2 separate regions of the Mus musculus genome follow, and region 1 is linked to region 2. The links are chromatin contacts, called in public HiChIP or PLAC-seq maps. All regions are on one chromosome and are shown on one strand. Each heading gives the region's core, a stretch centred on a gene start, on an enhancer-like site or on the middle of the called end of the contact. The rest is flanking DNA. Distances are from core to core; before and after follow the strand shown.

Evidence for each region. HiChIP or PLAC-seq counts read pairs in DNA pulled down with a chosen protein or histone mark.
Region 1: a contact with region 2 is called in an H3K4me3 HiChIP or PLAC-seq map of embryonic stem cells, with 34 read pairs. The contact joins the enhancer-like site here to the promoter of Rps13 in region 2. A contact is called at or near these places in 18 of 484 Hi-C or Micro-C datasets (the AML12 cell line, the C2C12 cell line, the G1E-ER4 cell line and 9 more), 7 of 115 datasets of contacts at active chromatin or transcription factors (the SCID.adh cell line, bone marrow-derived macrophages, double positive thymocytes and 1 more) and 3 of 9 other capture datasets (adipose tissue, liver and pancreatic islet).

Annotation. Positions count from the first base shown.
Region 1 is chr7:116,385,163-116,390,518 of GRCm38.p6, forward strand. It overlaps Pik3c2a (phosphatidylinositol-4-phosphate 3-kinase catalytic subunit type 2 alpha), which reads right to left. Exons shown (of 33, transcript NM_011083.2): 6 at 5,282-5,356; 7 at 2,880-2,959; 8 at 2,682-2,745. Among named protein-coding and RNA genes, the nearest start is that of Gm40453, 47 kb to the right of the region's middle. Within about 2 kb of position 2,444, at least 3 of the 459 cell types and tissues checked have an H3K27ac peak or open chromatin away from gene starts, as enhancers often do. A contact at or near this core is called in embryonic stem cells, where this site is marked.
Region 2 is chr7:116,330,744-116,335,794 of GRCm38.p6, forward strand. It overlaps Rps13 (ribosomal protein S13), which reads right to left and starts at 3,447. Exons shown (of 6, transcript NM_026533.3): 1 at 3,342-3,447; 2 at 3,157-3,205; 3 at 2,953-3,031; 4 at 2,186-2,355; 5 at 1,636-1,736; 6 at 764-840. The coding sequence starts at 3,364. The coding sequence ends at 807. Snord14a (small nucleolar RNA, C/D box 14A) reads right to left here and starts at 2,514; the gene lies at 2,428-2,514. It overlaps Gm10589 (a long non-coding RNA gene), which reads left to right and starts at 3,426. Exons shown (of 2, transcript XR_869889.2): 1 at 3,426-3,539.

The sequences.
Region 1 (5,356 bases), core at 1,194-3,693, 53 kb after region 2:
AACCTTTTTCTTTTTTAATGCAGATGTAGGGGGCTGGCAAGATGACCCAGCAGGTAAGAGGACTGACTGCTCTTCTGAAGGTCCTGAGTTCAAATTCCAGCAACCACATGGTGGCTCACAACCACCCGTATGAGATCTGACACCCTCTTCTGGCATATGTGAAGATAGCTACTATGTACTTATGTATAATAAAAATAAATCTTTGGGCCAGAGTGAGCAGAGTCTGAGCGAGTAGAGTTGACCGGAGCAAGTAGGGCGAACAGCGCCGACCAGAGCGAGCAGAGGTCTTAAAAAAAAAAAAAAAATCAATCCCCCCCCCCAAATCAATTCCCAACAACCACATGAAGGCTCACAACCATCTACACAGCTACAGTGTACTCATATACATAAATAAATAAATAAATCTTTAAAAATAAAGCAGATGTAAACAAATTTACAGAAAGATTGAGAAAAAATATAAGTACTACAAAATTGGAACTGTGCATGTCTGATGTACAGTTTCATTTTAATGTTACAATGGGCCAGCAAGATTGGCTTAGCAGGCAAAGGTGCTTGCCATGAGCCCAATAAGCTGAGTTTGATCCCAGGACCCACATAATAAAAGGAGAAAAGTGACTCCCTTCAAGTTGTACTTTGATTTCCAAATGCAAACGTACAGACATATCCATGTCCATTTACAGACACAACAAATAATTCTGTTTTAAGGAGTGCTAGAAATGAAGGCATAGTTGGAATGAGTCTCTAAAAGAATAGGAAAAAAGGAGAAGCAGCAAAATTTTGCAGCTTACTGCTGCAAAGAGAACAGAGGAGTGGTGGGGCTGATACAGGATTACATGGGCTCTCAACATTTTATATGTGTGTATGCATGTGTTATGTATGAGCACTACATGTGTGTTTGGTGCCCACGAAGACCAGAAGGGGCCATCAGGTACCTTAAAACTATAGCTGCCATATGGATGCTGGGAGGAAAATCCAGGTCCTTTGGAAGAGAAGCCATTGTCTTAACTGCTGAGTTAACTCTTCTTCCATGCCTGCAATGATTTCTTAGTAAACCAACTAGTCTTTTTTTTTTTTAAAAGGGATTTGTTTGTTTAAAGTATGAATGCTCTGCTGAATGTACACCAGCATGCCATCAGATGCCCTTACAGATGGTCATGAGACACCATGTGGTTGCTGGGAATTGAACTCAGGGCCTCTGGAAGAGCAGCCAGTGCTCTTAACTGCTGAGCCATCCCCCAGTACCCCTCAACTAGTTTTATAGCTGTTAAGATACCATGCATACTTTGATGATTTCCAAGTATATTATCTCCACTTGGATCTCTTATACTAAATTCCAGGTTCACCCAATGTCTCTTTTGGATGAGTTGATGCCATCTCAGACACCCAAATAAATTACTTTCCTTGTCACTGTGACTAAATGACAACAACAGCTTAATGGAGGAAATTATTTGGGCTCACTGTTCAGGTTCAGTGTACCAACACTGTCTCAGGATATGATACTCAGTATTTTAATATGTTGATAAGAATGCACTAGTAGCAGGGCTGGCAAGATGGCTCAGTGGGTAAATCCTGACAGATCTTTAGTTCAATCTCAGGAACCCACACGGTGGAGAGAACCAACTCCCGTAGGTTGTCTCTCAGTGTGCTGTGACACACACACACACACACACATATATATATATATATACACTCAAAATGCTCTTTTTTTACCTGAATAGTTGAAAAAAATCCTTTCCTCTGAAGCTAATTCTGCCAACCTTAAGTCTAACCTCTACATTATGGCCAATCTAACTTTATAAGACCGAGCTAAACAATTCACTCAGCCTGTGCTTGGCAAAAAACATCTTAAGTGACTAGAGCCATCTATATGTAAAAGATCAGTCAGCCTTTTCTATAAAGGATCAAATAATAAGGGCTCTTCTCAACTTTTTTCTGGCTAATTCAAACTGTTTAAGAGCTAGCCAGACATGAGACTATGCTGGGGCCTAGCAAACACAGAAGTGGATGCTCACAGTCAGCTATTGGATGGATCACAGGGCCCCCAATGGAGGAGCTAGAGAAAGTACCCAAGGAGCTAAAGGGAACTGCAACCCTATAGGTGGAACAACATTATGAACTAACCAGTACCCCGGAGCTCTGGACTCTAGCTGCATATGTATCAAAAGATGGCCTAGTCGGCCATCACTGCAAAGGGAGGCCCATTGGTCACGCAAACTGTATATGCCCCAGTACAGGGGAACGCCAGGGCCAAAAAGGGGGAGTGGGTGGGTAGGGGAGTGGAGGTGGGTGGGTATGGGGGACTTTTGGGATAGCATTGGAAATGTAAATGAGGAAAATACCTAATTAAAAAAAAAAAAAAAAAAGAGTTAGCCAGACAGTTCCTGTGAGCCACCAATAAGGTGCATCTGGGTGTGGCTGCTTTTCTGAGTCAGAACACAGGAAGGTCTTAACTATTGCTTTGTCTTCTCTTTTGACTTTTTCTTTTATACGCTGGCTAGAGCTCAAGTATGCTTTTAAACTCTGATGCTTTGGGCTACCTTCTAAAGCTTTCCCTACCTCCTGTCCACTGCCATGTGCATGACTAACACAAAGAATATAGTTTTAAAGCATTTAATCTAATTCCAAAACTAGAACTTCAGAGAAAACAGAAATAATCTTTAAGTTCTTATACCAAAACTTACTTCAGTTTGAAGAGCCAGTTCTACTTGGTAGTGATAGGAATCTAAGAGCTCTTCAACAGGGTGTCTGAAAGAAAAAACAGGTATCATGGCTGAAGACTATTTTAGACAAAAGTAGTTGTTATAACAAAAAAAATTATATATATATTCACACCCAAAATGAAGTTTGAAAACCTGTAATGAATGTTTTAGATGCTATACCTTGTCATGACTTCTTTATAAGGTTTTTCTATTTGATACAAGTATTTGTTTAAATCCACAGGTGCTTCATCATCTTCTGCCTAAATAAATACATATACACATGTTTAAGAAGAATCAAATATAATAATTTGGTCATTATATCAAGGTAAGTATAAATAGATGATAAAATCTTAAAATTAGACTAATTTTTGAGGGCTGGAGATAAAATGCTAAATATTATTTATAATCGACTCAATAAGATAATACTAAGAAAAATTGATCTTTTAATTGCTTTAAATGTTTTATTATTTGGGACTGCAGAGATGGCTCAGAGGTTAAAAGTACTTGCTGTTCTTGTAGAGGATCTGGCTCTGGCTCCTAGCAGCCATATGGTAGCTCACAATCATCTGCAATTCCGGTTCCAACAGATCTGATATGCAGTTCTGGCTTCCATGCACACCAAGCATGCATAAGGCATCCATCCATACAAACATCCCATCCATCCATCCATACAAACATACATACATACATACATACATACATACATACATACATACATACAGGTAAACACTCAAGCACATTGAATAAAAATAAATCTTTAAAGTTTTATTATTTATTTACTTTTGTATGTATGTGTACAAAGGTGTGTGCATACGTGCATGCAAACATGTGTAGAGGCCAGAGTCAATGTCATATATCTTCCTCTACTGCTTTATAGCTTATATTTAAGACAGGACAGGTTCTTTTCCTAAACTTGGAGCTAATTCACTGGCTATACTGGCTGGACAGTCAGCCTGGAAGGTCTGTCAGTCTTTTTCTCCTTAGTGCTGGAATTATGGAAATGCTCTGGTATCCCTAGCTTTTTATAGATACTGGGGATCCAAACTCAAGTCCTCAAACATTTTATCCACTTAGTACCAGCCCTGTACACCCCTGTTAATTCTAAAGAGGTTTTATGTAACTCAGACTGGCCATGAACTCTTGATCCTTTTGTCTCTTTGCTGGGATTATCGAAGTATACTACCATATCTGAACAACTTTTTTTTTTTTTAATATTTTATGTGTATAGGTATTTTGTCTGCACCTATGTGTATCTATCAGTGCATCATGTACATGCCTGGTGCATCATGTGTGTGCCTGGTGACATGAGAGGGCAAAAAAACAGGTGTCAGATCCCCTGTGGGCTATTGTATGGTACAGGGAATCAAACCTAGGTTCTCTAGAGGAACAGCCAGTGTAGTCTTAACTCAGAAGTCCTCTAGGTAGCCACAAACTTCTATTTTACAGAGGGTAAAGGCATTAGCCCCCAAGTCTAATAACCTGAACTCCATCTTTGGGACTTAAATGGTATAAAGAAAGAATCAACTCTCACAAGTTGTCTTCTTACCTAAACACACCCATACCATGGCACGCTTGAGTACACACACGTACACACACACACACACACACACACACACACACACACGTACACACACACACTCAGACACACAGAGACAGACACACACAATACATAAACGTAATAAATTTCCTAAAAATGGAAAAGATAAATGATCCTAAACCTAGTTTACAATGAACAAATAAAGCAAAAACTAAGCTGGGCAGATGGTGCACACCTGTAATCCAGGTACCACAGCAAATTTGAGGTCAGTGTTGTCTATTTAAGGAACTCTAGGACAGCTGGAGCTATACAGCAAGATCCTATCTCAAATAATCAATGGAGAAAGAGGGTGGGCAGAATCTAGGGTGGGACCAGATGGGAGCAACATCATTTGACTTTCTGCCTTTTTTCTCAGTAAGTTTTGTCCCATTATCTGCTCATCACCATTGAGAAAAGCACTAGTTTCTCCTGCCATTCCACATTATGCAAACACATTCAAAAGAAACTGAAAACCCCTATTTAGTATTCCAATCCCCCCCTCACTCTCTTAATTAAGCCTGAAATTTTCTCTTCTGGGTAAGACTATTAAATATGAGACTGTGCTCTTGCAATGAACTAGGTAAACATATCTTTTTCTTTAAAACCTAAATGAAAAAGCAAGGACTATGGGTATAGCAAGGTTAGTAGATGACTGGCACAAAGCTCTCAGTTCAGTCTCCAGCACTGCATAAAACTGGTCATGGGCGGCACAGTGACTTCAAAGCCAGTCTGAAATAGATGAGACTATCCTCTTCCCATTAAAAAATAGAAATTAAAAATAAAAGTAAAGCAGACTTCATTTTGCTTTTCAAATTTATATTTCTAGATCTGAGGAATGTGCTACTTAAACTCCCATGACTAAAGATCTGAGAGATTACTGTTGGGAACAAGTGTATCATCCCACCATCCCAGGCTGGTGCAGAAAAAGGTGGAAAACATACAGACTGAAAAGCTGTCAACTATCAGAATTATTCGGACTCACTAAATGCAATTCATAAACACTTACTGTTCGAGCCAGATTCTGGCACATTGCACTCAAGGTCAAGAGCTGTAATTTAATCTCTGTGTCCCATTTTCGACA
Region 2 (5,051 bases), core at 2,197-4,696:
TATCACAGTATCCAGACCTTCATCCCATTCTGTTACTAGGATGAGTTTTTACATACTTGTGTACACTCGCCATATTTTAAATTCACGAAGTTTCTTTCCACCAGCACCGTAACCTGCCAAACCCTATCATCAGCCCTGAGACAATTACTTCAGTGTAGCATCATTACTGTCTAGGCAACATGGCAGACTTCACACAAATACAATCTCTAAGGGTCGGGCTCTTTTTGAAAGTGGGAGTTTGGCCAGGCAGTGGTGGCACACACCTTAAATCCCAGCACTTGGGAGACAGAGGCAGGCGGATTTCTGAGTTCAAGGCCAGCCTAGTCTACAGAGTTCCAGGATAGCCACAGTTGCAAAGAGAAACCCTGTTTCGAGAAAGGAAAAAAAAAAAAAAGGAGTTGGAGTTTGATCCATCCTGTTGACCAGACTACATGACTGTGATGCAGCCAAAGTAATTCACTCCTCAATTGGAATGTACGGACTTCAGCTTTCCTTAAGACACCCCTAGGAAGACAGAATCCACTCAGTCAACAATGCTATACTCATTAACACCTCACACATTTTAAACACTGAATACAAGAGAACTCAAACTTTCACAACTTCCTAGTGTCTTACAGTTCTCCTACATGTTGATAGTAACAACCCACCAACCTTTGTACCAGCTGGACTAGTAGTTTAAGTGGCCAGGGAAACCACCCACTAAACAGATGCCAAACACTCCCAAACACATGCAGCAGCCACGCAGAAAGAACCACAAAACACCAAGTTACTCAAAGTGATTTTATTGCTTGTGCACACAACAGCATTTATGCCACTAGAGCAGAGGCTGTGGATGACTCACTGGGGGGAAAAAAAGAGAGAGAAACTGGGATTAGTACCGGACTTCAGGACCCATCAACTCTCTTGGTGACTGGAGCTATCCCCAAACCGCTACAATACCCAATTGCATACAATGCATCAAACTAAGCCCTAAGTTTAAGCATGAGGATGGACAGGCTCATTCTCAGCCAGACGTCTAAGGCCAAATCTAAGTGGCCAAATGGTGGAAAGATCAACCTATCTGCCATAAACAGTCAATGTCTGTATGCTTATCATAGCGAACAAGTCATGAAACAAACAAAAGGGGGGGATTTCATTCATAGTTTAATCAGCATCTATCAACTATGACCCTCTTCTTACCTTTAGAAGGACCCCCCCCCCCCCCAAGCATCATAAACCAACCAGTTCTGGCTGTCCTGGAAGTAACTGTGTAGACTAGGCCAGCCTCAAATGCAGAGACCTGCTTGCCTCTAGGTAACATTTCTTCCTTCCTTTCTTTTTCTTTTGGTTTTTCGAGACAGGGTTTCTCTGTGTAGCCTTGGCTGTCCTGGAACTCACTTTGTAGACTAGGCTAGCCTTGAACTCAGAAATCTGCCTGCCTCTGCCTCCTGAGTGCTGGGATTGAAGGCGTGCGCCACCATGCCTGGCTTAGGTAACATTTCAAGAGAACACTGTCATGTGATTATATATCATCCATGCAAGCTTCCCCACTACTATGACAGAGATGAACTGACACTTAGCCAAAAAGGCAAAATGCCTACCACTATTCATTATTTACCATCTAGCTGATTTGCCAACCAAAAACCATATACTTACTATTTCCAATTAGGTGGGAGCACCCGCTTAGTCTTATAGTATCGAGCCAATCGGTGAATTCTGCTCTCTATCAGAATCAGGCGGAATTTAGCATCCTTATCCTAGAAATAAAAGAGATTTAAGAAAACCACCAACAAGTAAAGAAACTAAATAGCTTCTATGGTTAGGTTAAGTTCTTAGGGCAATTTTTTTAAGGAGGCAGGGTATCTTATTATTATACAGAATAAGTTGGTTGTCTTACAATGTGTTAGACCAGGCTGGTCTCAAACTCCAACAATTAAGGGCATGCATCACCAAATCCACAGAGGCAATTTAAACTCCTAGAATAAGGCCCATAGCCACAAACCTACACAAAAGCCCCAGCACCTGGGACCAACTGGATGTAATAGTTTAGGGGAGCTAAAAATCAAACCACCTATTTCTAGGAAACTATCATGTTGACTATTAGCCAGCACCCAGAACCACCTGAGAGGACTCAAGTGCGTTCTCCCCTCTGAAGATCCGCAGCGCAAGTGTCTCGACACAACACCTGGTTTGTTGTCCGCCTTACCTTTCTGTTCCTCTCAAGGTGCTTTCGGACAGCAACAGCTTTCTTAATCAAATGGTAGAGATCCTCGGGGAGGTCAGGGGCAAGGCCTTTGGACTTGAGGATTCTCAAGATTTTATTTCCAGTCACAAAACGGACCTGGGCCACCCCGTGTGAGTCCCTCAGGATTACACCTGAAAAGAGAAACACACTCAAGCACACACACATGCGATAAAACCCTAACAGCCAAACTCCAAATTTCCAGCTCACTCAGACATCCAAGGAAGGTCAACCCAACATGGAAAGTCCTTCTGGTGGAAACTGCGAATGTTGGAACACCATCATCACTGTGAGCTTGCCAGAATACATCTGACCAGAGGAAACAATGTGACTTCTACCTTTATATTTAGTATTAACTTAAAAGCAGCCCAACATTTATTTGTACCTATCTTTAAAACTGCATGTTATTGCTTTTAAACCTCAAATTACTTCAGATCAGCTGAGCCCATTTCACATGATTTTTTCTGCATATTTCTAGCGAACTTTTTATATCCTAAAGAGGATATTTTCCTCCGATGAGCAGTTATTCCCAGACTCAGAAGCCAAGCTACCAGAAACGAGTTATTTCCCATTTGTACAAAGTCAGAGCAGCTTAGAATCAATTCAGTTAGATGTGACTCAATCCCAGACAGCCCTTGCTCCGCTGTGGAAGCAGGAGGAACCTTTTTAACATACGGACTAGACACATTTGTTTCTCGAGAGCAGAAGGAAGAGATTACATCAACACTCACCTATCTGGGAGGGAGTCAGGCCTTTCTTGGCCAATTTGTAAATCTGTTCCTTCACGTCGTCAGACGTCAACTTCAGCCACTACAGATGGAAGAGAAATCGGCCTTAGGATGAGAGAGCACGGCGGCAACCTTCCACTTCGGGTCCCATCCTCCCGCGCACCGATCGCTTCCCACGCCGCCCTCCAACCCTCAGCCTCTACTCACCGTGGGGACGCTACGGCGGTAGGGCAGCGCCGACTGGGACAGGCCCTTCCTGAAAACAGAAGATAGGAAGTAAAGCGGCGGCCCGCGCCCCAAGCAGCCCCACTGTCCCTTCACCCGCAGCCCGCATCCTCCTCTCTCAGCCCCGCGCCCCAGCCCCGCAACCAAGGTCGGCGCCGCGGGCTCACCCGGGAGCGTGCATGCGACCCATGATGGCGGAGGTCTGGCAGCAAAGAGAGAACGAGGTAGGAAACGGCACAGGAAATCAAGCCGCACAGGAAGTGACGCCACTCACCGACGTTTGCTCTCGCGCGGGGGCGGGGCTACATAGTGTGGCCACCGGAGCCCGGGAGACTACGCGTCCCAGAAGGCATGGCGGCGAGGCGGTAAGTGTATGGCTGGGTTGCTACGCCTTGAACTCTTGTCTCTAGTCTTGCTCTTAGCCAGAGCAGCAAGTCTGTCTCTAACATCTCTTCGGAAGTCGCATCTGAGGGGACCTAGGGCGTGCTCGAGTCCTGGGCTGAAGGATTTGGATAAGCTGCGGGTTTCTCAGGGCTCCCTCTGCAGCCCCGAACTCGTGCGGTGTGGGATGATCGCAAAGCCTAGGTGCAGCCGGCGCTTCTCTCTAGATCGTTAATTCTAGGCTTCCGAGCCCCGCCCGGGTCTGTCCTCCTGTCTGCGCGCCTTTTCTACACAGGTCGGAGCGCAGAACCGCTCACCCCCGTCGGAGAAGAGTTGGGAACGAGGAAAGAAGCTTCGAGAAGATGAGGGGGAAAGGGACTACCCCGGGAGTTGGTCTTTTAAGGATGTCCTAGTCCGGTTCACCACAGAGCGTTCGAAGAATGGGTGAATATAACAATTTATTGTAAATGCAACAAAAAACAACAAAGACATGGACCCAAGAAACTCAGATCTACAAGACCCTGTTGACAAGTGAAGCGTGAGAGGTTTGAAACAGTACTGAAATACTGATCCAGTTTTCTTTTTTGTTGTGTTTGAGACCGGGTCCCTCAATGTAGTTTTGGTTGTTCAGGAACTCGCCTTGTAGACCAGGCTTGCTTCAAACACACGTTAAGTCTTTCTGCCTCTGTCTCTTAAAAAAATGCTGAAATGATGATGAAAGGTTTGAGCCATCATGCCCAGCTGCGTTCTTTTAACCCATTACTAGTTGAATTACGTTTTCCAAAACATTGGGAACTTGAACCAAATTTGTATTTATTTCCTGGCAAAGTTGTATTTGATTAATTAACCAGATTCACACTTTTAGCCCAGATATGTGATCCGAACATCAAGCTTGGCTTCAATTCGCAATCCCTAAGCAAGAATACTTCATTTCACTCTAACACATTTGTCCGAATACAAATTTAGGGTTCAATAGTCTTTCTCATTTCCACGAGTCACTCCAACACATCTCACCACAGAAACGTATCAAATACTTCATTGTTTCCACGGGTACCCCAATCCTATCCATCATCTCTCAGGCAGCTTAAGTGGTGTCCCATTATGTATACAATCCATTGTCTGCCTAGTGGTTAGTGGTCTCTTTGTAAATCCCTCTAAATTGTGTGTGTTAAAGATTGATTTATTGATTTATTTATTTAATATAAGTACACTGTAGCTGTCTTCAGACACTCCAGAAGAGGGCATCAGAACCCATTATAGATGGTTGTGAGCCACCATGTGGTTGCTGGGAATTGAACTCAGGACCTCTGGAAGATCTAAATTGTTTTTAAAGACTTTTACTGTGTGAATATGGGGTAAGAGGATAACCTTGTGTAGTCTTTTCATCTTTTTACCTGGCTTTGAATATCAAACTAGAGTTGTCAGTGCACAGCAAGCACTTTTGGCTACTGAGCCATCTCAGGGGCTCTCTTTTTATATTTTCTCCATGTATTTGA